Linked DNA regions of Mus musculus: region 1 is linked to region 2. The links are chromatin contacts, called in public HiChIP or PLAC-seq maps. All regions are on one chromosome and are shown on one strand. Each heading gives the region's core, a stretch centred on a gene start, on an enhancer-like site or on the middle of the called end of the contact. The rest is flanking DNA. Distances are from core to core; before and after follow the strand shown.

Evidence for each region. HiChIP or PLAC-seq counts read pairs in DNA pulled down with a chosen protein or histone mark.
Region 1: an H3K27ac HiChIP or PLAC-seq map of microglia shows a contact between it and region 2, with 7 times the contacts expected there. The contact joins two enhancer-like sites. A contact is called at or near these places in 4 of 484 Hi-C or Micro-C datasets (liver and mammary gland), 4 of 115 datasets of contacts at active chromatin or transcription factors (bone marrow-derived macrophages, embryonic stem cells, kidney and 1 more) and 3 of 9 other capture datasets (adipose tissue, liver and pancreatic islet).

Annotation. Positions count from the first base shown.
Region 1 is chr8:46,495,793-46,500,154 of GRCm38.p6, forward strand. All of the region lies in intron 2 of Acsl1 (acyl-CoA synthetase long-chain family member 1), which reads left to right. Among named protein-coding and RNA genes, the nearest start is that of Gm31050, 27 kb to the left of the region's middle. Within about 2 kb of position 1,354, at least 71 of the 459 cell types and tissues checked have an H3K27ac peak or open chromatin away from gene starts, as enhancers often do. A contact at or near this core is called in bone marrow-derived macrophages and microglia, where this site is marked.
Region 2 is chr8:46,392,698-46,397,173 of GRCm38.p6, forward strand. No RefSeq gene overlaps it. Among named protein-coding and RNA genes, the nearest start is that of Gm30931, 32 kb to the left of the region's middle. Within about 2 kb of position 2,869, at least 42 of the 459 cell types and tissues checked have an H3K27ac peak or open chromatin away from gene starts, as enhancers often do. A contact at or near this core is called in bone marrow-derived macrophages and microglia, where this site is marked.

The sequences.
Region 1 (4,362 bases), core at 104-2,603, 100 kb after region 2:
AATGTTGACAGTCAGTTTGAAGACATGGAGTTTCCTCTGGACTTGACAAGAAGGACCTGGAAGATAGAGACCTCCACATTTTATAACTGAAAAACCATAAATATCGTCCCTGTCAAGCCCTGCTCAGAAGCTATCTGTCGGCCTGGCCTGTGGTGTTCAGTGTTGGCTGGTTGTGTTAAGCCCTGGGGAGGAGAGTGGGTTGCTATGGAGAGGAAGGTTGGGTGGCTCCAGGTGGATCAGAAGGGTCAGTGCCTGGAGCCTTGGGACTCAGCTGGAAGTTCTTCTGAAAATGAATAGGCTAGACCTGTGCATTTAGCACTCAAGAGGCTGAGATAGGAGAATCACAAGTCTGAGGGCAGCCTGGGCTACAAATTGTAGCAAGATCTGGTCAAAGCAAAAAGAAGCAAAGAAAGATAAACGGTGGCTAGATTCTGAGGATGCAGATTGAGAAACTTCAGAATCCAGAGGCTGTGTGTGTGTGTGTGTGTGTGTGTGTGTGTGTGTGTAGGTGAGCTGAGGAAGGCACAGAGTTGTGAAACACCAGTGCTTCTGTCTGTCCTGAACCTACCCTCAACCCAGACTGGACACATATGGCTGGAGGGAAAGTTGGCCCACCAGTGAGGCTCAAAGGATTGGGGACAAAATCTGCTGCAGAGTGCCAATGAGGACTCTGTGGGAACCCCTGAGTCACTGCAGAGAGCCGTGGAAGAAGAGAGGTTGGCTAGTGCTGAGTGCATTGCCTGTCAAGTTAGGCTAGGCAGCCTGGGACTACCACCAGCCATAAAGCACTTCAGGGGAAACTCGGGTTTGTTTTTTCTCCAGTTATTAAAATGTATAAATTGGAACAAATAAAATTTTATGCTTATAGGTCTTTAGACTATCGGAACTTTAAGTAGAATTTGCTTCTGGTGACCAAACCACAGGCCACAGCAGACTCAGTGTCTAAGTTTGCTACTAGGTGGTGGTTCAGGTTTGGATTCAAAGCTGCTAATAGCAGAGCCGGCTCCTTGGGTATATATAACTCAGGTTGGATGACTTAGCTCCACAGTAAATGATATGAAATTTGGGGTGCATGCTAGCTGATCACCCTCATACATGATAGATCAAAACTTAGACATTCATACCTTGGGCTGTGTGTGGCTAATGACTCTTCTTTGCATGCTAATCGTATGTTCCAGAAAGTCTCATGCAGAGGGTGTGGCTTTTCCTGCAGTCCCCACTCCACCCACTGAATCCAGTTGTCAAACTTGCATTCATCCAACAAGTACTTAAGCTTCTGCCACATGTACACAGTACCGGGGCAGGACTAGCTTCTATCAGTGTGAAGCCTCCGTCCAGTGAGAGGAAGTGTGCAGGGTGTTCTGTCTGTGACAGAGGTCAAGTGCCATTGTTAAAGTAGGTGCTCCTGTACACACTGCAACAAGGAGCAGCCGACCTGGTCCGTATTTAGACAATTCCGTGGAACATGTTACTCGGTGAGATTTCTCCATGTGGTTGGTGGGAGCACTCTTTCCCATACTCCGTCTTCCCCCATGTATACATGGAACAGCCCACTTACAAACTGCACCAGCACTTTCTTCAGCACAAGAGAGCAGGTCATGGACTTGTACATTTTTATGAAAACATACTTACACCACACTTGCAGCAATAACACAAGTCCAGACCTGTGCAGGTAACGAGGCAAGATCCCAAAGACTGGCCATGCCCGTCTGAACCAGGAAGCCAGTGACAAGCTCTGAGCCAGGGAGCCCTGGCCGAGGAGGACAGCATTCAACAGTGATGAGAGGCAGACGGCCAGGCTCAACCATGAGTGGAAGGTGTTGTGGAAGGAGATGGGGGTTGGGTCTTGGTGTCTCTGGCTATCTCCGACGCAAGCCTGAAGGTCTGCAGAAATGTCAGAGCCACTTAGTTGTAAGATGAGGACAAGTGATTTTTAACTGAAGGGGAAGTAGCAGTTGTGTACTGAGCGAAATGGAGCGGTATTAGGAACCACGGCAGCATGTGGTTATTTCTGCAGCTATTTATAAATATGACATAATAAATACTGCCCGGCAGTCGTTTGTAGATGTAAACTAATTCTCACCTCTATGGAGTGTTGGGACAGAGAGCAGTTAGTGGATATGTACAGGCTGGAGGTCTCAGGAGGACACGAGGTTTCAGAAGAACCCCTTGGTACGATGAGACTCTGGTTTTCTCTCTGTCATTGTCTGCGAGCCCTCTTCTCAGGTCACCACTTTCATTGGCTTACCATTTGTCACTGTGGGGTCCTTCTCAGAGTTTCCCATGGCCTGTTTTCCCCTGTCTTGATCGCAAAATAATTGTGTAAGTGGTGAAATAAAGACGAGCTAAGGTTTGCCCTCACACCTACCCAGAGAATTTGTGACCACATTTTCCTGAAGGGTGTTTTGGCATCTGGTAGTGTCTACAGCAGGCAGTCTTCATGAGCCAGGTGGGATAGGAGGGAGAGGAAGTGCTCAGGGTGCTCTGATCGCAGAGGTGCTTCTGCAAGCATGTAGACATCACTATTTTCATACCTTTAGGTAGCTTTAGCACCTTTCAAAACTTAGCAGGCTTCTTAATAAATTATGAGAACCTTTCTGAATACTGTCTTCTCATACCCACCCTACTGAGGGTATGAGAGCCTGAGGCTAGGTGTTTGTTCGAGCAGTCTGCTGACTTCAGAGTACACGCAGCAGACGCCTGGGGCTTTGACTTAGGAGGGAGGAGGAAGGGTCCGGCTGGTAATGGGCAGTGGCAGTGGGCTGGGGTTCTGTGGGGATGCCTGGGACTCAGGACAGATCTCCTGACCTTCACACAGTGCTGGGCTGCAGAGGGATTGGGAAAGAAAGCAGTTGAGTTTATTTTTTTTAAGATTTATTTATTATATGTAAGTACACTGTAGCTATCTTCAGACACCCCAGAAGAGGCCATCAGATCTCATTACAGATGGTTGTGAGCCACCGTGTGGTTGCTGGGATTTGAACTCAGGACCTTCAGAAGAGCAGTCAGTGCTCTTAACTGCTGAGCCATCTCTCCAGTCTGAAAGCAGTTGATTATTAGTGTTAAAAAACAAACAAACAAACAAACAAACAAAAAACCCTTTCTTTCAAGTTGGGCCTGGGAAGATGGCCCAGTGGTTAGGAGTGCTTGCTGTTCCTACAGAGGTCTGAGTTTCAGTTCCCAGCAACCATATGGTGGCTCACAGCCATATGTAGATACACTCGTACACATAAAAATAAATAAACCCAAAATAACAATGTATATAAAATATATACATGTGTATGTACATATTATATGTATGTATTCATCCCTACATATGGCAATGAATGTTGCTGAGTTCTCCATAACCAAGAAAAGTGAGAGTGACTTGCATGGGAACATGATAAGCTGTGTCTGAAACCATGTGATTTTTGTATGCCACCTGCTATAGGTTTCATTAGACAAGAAACATATGTACATTGAAGTGGCAGAAAATAATTTCTATACTATTTAAGTTTTAAAATAGCGCTCCCCCCCCCCACACACACACACACCAGCGAGGCTAACAGGTGCCAAATGAAAAAGTGACAGTTGTCACCATTCTGTGCTTCCTGACGAAAACTCCTAGTGTGCACCAACATCTGAGTAGTGGAGTCACGTGGGGTGGGACTTGACGCTGTGGTCCCGTTTGGCCAGGCAGGGTGAAGCCGAGCGCCTTGTGTGCTCTGCGTGGCTAGACCGAGTTCTTTCGCCAGAGCGGTGTGTGCTGAGTTCTCTTCTGGTGATACTTGTGCTTGTGCTGGCTCCACCCCCAGTTTCTCCTAATCGGATCCTCTGACTGGGATAGCGGGCTGCACAGGAAATTAGCCAGTAGAGAATTAACGAGGTCTGAAAAGCACCCAGGGCTTTTGAGGACTAGAGGGTGGTGTTTGTCTGGTCCCTGTCTGCTCAAGCATAAAGGGAACCGTGTGGCCAAGTCTGGAGGAGCCTGCCCGCAGAGCCCTACCCCAGGCTGGCTGGATCTGATGCTCTGCTTCACTGCCTTGTGAACAGGAAGGGAGAAGGGAGAGGGGGCATCAGCAAGCCTATCCTTCCTGAGAGGAGGCGGCCTGTGAGAGGCTCCATCCATACTACGTACTTTCTCAGCTAATGGGAATCTAGCACTGACCGTGGGTGTCACTTCTGACCTGCATGGGTTGTTTTCTAGTTAAACAGTAAGCGTGACCACTGACCCTGGCCCTGCAGCCTCTGTCCCTCACCTGGAGAGACAGTTTAGGCATATTGTTGAAATACTTTGTCCACGATCGGTCAGAGGCCACTGGAGTGTGGGGTTCCTCCCACAGACTGGCCTTAAGAGACCTCATGAGTGTCAGGACCTGGTGT
Region 2 (4,476 bases), core at 1,619-4,118:
TGCTCTTAACAATTATGTTCTTAAAGATCTCTCAGTCAGATGAGCAAAACTCTTAGAATATATGCTGAACACAGAAAAGCAGACCATAAAACACATGATCTATATAACTTATACACTCTCTATAACTTATATATATACATATAACTCACATGTAATATAATTTATTTATATATATAATATATATGTGTATATATTATATATATATACCTATATATATGAATTATATATATTCCTCTGAGAGATGAGGTGGTGAGTAATTTTATCCTCTTTTCTAAAATTTTCTTTGAGTTTAGTTATTTAATTCTTAATTTAAAAGTACTTTTCTTAAACCAAATTCTCTTTAGAAAGATTTATTTATTTTTCTTTTATGCGTATGAGTGTTTGGCCTGCAATGTGTGTATGTGTGCTACTTTTTGTGCTTGGTGCCCGAGGAAGTCAAAAGGAGGCATAGGCTTTTCTGAAACTAGAGTTAAGGCTGACTATGGGACACCATGTGGGTACTGGAAACCAAATCCAGGTCCTCACATGAGCAACAAGTGCTCTTAGCCACTGAGCCATCTCTCCATACCTGTTGAAAGGTCTGTAAAGAAAAGAAAGACATAAGGAAAGCAGAAGAAGGTGGCAGGAAGGGAAAACAGCATACAAGGTGCTGCAAGTTACCAAGGCTGTGTGGAAAACACAGCTGGGAGTTTCCTAGAGTGAAGAGTTACTGCATGGCTGACTTTGCAAAGAGCTCTTCTTTGAACTCTTGCTTGGGGCTCCTAATTGTTTGGAAGCGCTGCCAACAGGTTACTGAAAGTTAATCCACGAGTTGGACAACTGGGCAGGTGAGATGGCTCAGCTCGTAAAAGCACCTACTGCGCAAGACTGAGGCCCTGACTCTGATCCCCGAACCCATGTACCATGACACACACACACACACACAGACACACACATACACACTCATACTCATGCATGCACATGCACACACATTTGTACACACACAAATATAAAATAAAACTATGCTTCAAAAAAGAGTCTAACAACTGCTACATGTAGACCATCTCCTGTGATGACCATGGTGGATAGAGACATCTGGGAATGTCTGAAGTGAACGCTAGGAGCAGTGGGAATTCTTTTCCTTACTGTGGACAACTAACGCAGGGGAAGAAGATTCTGGCTCACAGTTGCAGCACTTTCAAGTCAACAGTGCTGGCCTGTGTAACTTAGAGCATCCTGGGAGATTGGTTCAGAGTTGCTTACCTCGAAAAGATGGAAGTACAGCAAGACAGGAAGGGGTCTACCTTCAGGGATCCAATGTACCTTTCAAAGGCACTTCCTGGGGCCTACTTCCTCCAACCGGGCTTCACCTACTAATAGTCCATTCAGCTATGGATCCATCAAGGAAGAAATCTATTAATGAAGTTAGGTCTTCGTGGTCCAATCACCTCTCAATAGCGCCAACAGCTGGGGATGAAGCCTCAACCAACAACCTTTGGAGCTGCTTTTTAAAAAGTCCAAACCAGAACAAATTAGAATAATGTCCAGAGGACAACAAAGGCAGGTCTGGTATTGAAAAGATTTTGCTCAATTTTAACTCTAAAGGGAGAGTCTTTGGTCTTGACCTAAAGTGTTGGTAAGGCTCTTCGGTCTGGTACTCAATACTACCCCACAACCCAAGGCTAATGATATTTCCAACCCTCACCTCACTTTTCTACACGAACCTCTCATTTCAGGAGCAACTGTGCACTCAGGTTCGCTGTCCCTTAGCCTTTACGCAGATCTTTCCTTTTACCAAGAATGATCTTCAGGAGAGGTCCCTAGGGGCCCGAGCCACTAGAAAAGAATGTTAGAGCACTCAAGGTTTTCTCTTAAAACATTTCTTATAATTTTATATGCATGGGGGTTCCTCCTGTGCATAGTCTGTGCATCACATGCATGCCTTGGTGTAGGTGAAGGCCATGATAGGGGGTCAGATGCCCTAGAACTGAAGTTACAGATTGTAGTGAGCAGGTATGTGGGTGCTGAGACTAGAACCCTGGTCCTCTGGAAGAGCAGACAGTGCTCTTAACTGCTGAGCCATCTCTCCAGCCTTAGCAGTTTTCTTTTTACTGAGGAGCACCAGATTGGTTTATTTTCAATATCCTGTCACTCTTTGATGTTTTGTTTGTGTCTATGCCTCCGGGGATCAAACAGCATGCTCTTCCTACTGCTGCGCTGACATCCCTGTCCCCTTTGCATCCAGAACACCGCCTCCTCCTTTGAAGTTAGGTATGGCTGATATGACTAAGTTCTAGCTGAGAGAACCATGTGAAATTTTCCACTGTTGCAACAGAGGCAGCAGCTTACTCTGGGAAAATCACAGTAGCCTAGGAAACTGACTGGTGGGGATGGAAGCTAAATGGTTGACAACCTGGGACCCGACTCGCCACCTGCCTGGCAGGGACTACCCATCCTTCAGGAGCCAACATACACAGTTTGGACTTTGTGTATTTTAGAGTGAACTCACGTTGACTAATACACATTAGGGCGAGAGCTTATTATAACACATATTGGCTGCTATTGTTTCTATATTTTTTGGCTGTTCAGCCAAGACTTGTAAGGCTTGGGTCTGGAAACCTGACCAAAGGGATGAGGGGATGAAGAAAGACACACAGACACAGAGACAGAAAAGCCGTGATTAGGTGGGCTGTGTTTAGTCTGATACAATGGCACCAACAATTTAAAGACTCAGAACCCCAGTGTGTTCACTATGTACAGCACAAGGGTAGGGGTGGGGATGGCAGAAATGTTCATCACTTTCTGTAGGTCTCTGCAGATCTCTGTAGACCAGCAGTCTGTAAATACCCAGGAAGAGGAAGTACCAGTTCCTAGTTTTGGGTTTGGGGTGTTTTTTTTTTCCTCACACTGATCAGTCATTTGTAAACACTCAAAGTGGAAGTGTCTTACCTCTCCCATGGGTCTGAAGAATTAGGGTTCTTGACTTCACTGTCCCCATGTCAACAATACACATTCACTCAGGACTTTATCCACTCTCTACACATTCACTCAAGGTTCCTTTAGCTCCCACAGTCTTCTCTGCTTTGATTAGATGCAACTTCCCCATGGACATATCCATTTCAAAAGCATCTTCCCCCAGACGGATTTCCAGCATAGAGACATGCATAAGCAAGCCTTTGGTAAAGAAGGAGTCATGGAATACTTCTCAAATAGGATGAATCTGGGTCTGCTTTTATTATTACTGTTCTTGCTTTCATGAAGGTTATTTTCCAGGCTTCTCTAAGATGCTATGTCCTTCATATAAAATAGTGTAGTACCTGTGTATGATCTGGGAGCATCCTTCTGGACATGCCACATAACCTCAAGATTATGTATAATATAAATAATATATTATATCTAATATAACACACATACAATCTCATAGTGCATTACATGCTATTGTAAACAATCATTGCATACTATTATTCAGAGAATAAGGACAAGAAAATACCTGTATATTTGGTAGATGTACAATTTTTTCCAAATATCTACTTGGTCGTATCTGTGGAACTCCCTCAATATGGGAGTCATTGAAAAATTATTTTTGCAGTGCTAGGATCAAACTCAAGGTTTTGCCCACACTAGCAAGCACTTGTCCACTGAGCTACATCTCCAGCTCTCCTCAGTTTCTTTTTTTTTTTTAAGATTTATTTATTTTATTTATGTAAGTACACTGTCGTTGTCTTCAGACACACCAGAAGAGGGCATCAGATCTCATTGTACATGGTTGTGAGCCACCATGTGGTTGCTGGGAATTGAACCCAGTGCTGGAAGAACAATCAGTGCTCTTAACTGTTGAGCCATTTCTCCAGCCCCTCTCATCAGGTTTTAATAATGAATGTTTTTAAGTTAGCATATAAAATAGTAGGTTCATAATGGCATTTCATACATGTGTATCATAGTACTTTGTTCATGTCCACCTCCTCTTACCTTCTCTTGTCCCCCCTCCTTAACCCAATTGTCCCCATAACCTTACACCTGCTTTCATGTCTATGGTACACATCTAGATACTGCATATGAGGGAAAGTATGTGATATCCTTCTTGCAATTGGTAAGTTTTGCTGTTAAAGAAGTTGAGATCTAATGTAGTCTTAGTGAGTAGCAATCTAAGGAAAATTTACAATGGATGTGTCTGAAATACTCTTAGAATTTCACTGAGAGATATTTGCCACTGCAATCCTGGGATGCCATGAAAATAAATATAGGACAGGGAAATAGGTTAGGAAGAGGCTCAATGTTTCCTGATCCAGCTCTACCACCTCTACTGTGTCCTTCAACTGCAGTTCCCAAGGGCACACTGTGGACCAGCAGTTAAATAGCATTCAACTGTACATCTGTATGCTTGCCCCCACTCAAGGGCTAAGGTGATAATGTGATCAAAATCTATGTTTTGATTTGTTTTAACTAAATGTAGAGCACAAAATGGATAGTGCACTTCCATGGGAGGAAGAAAGATCA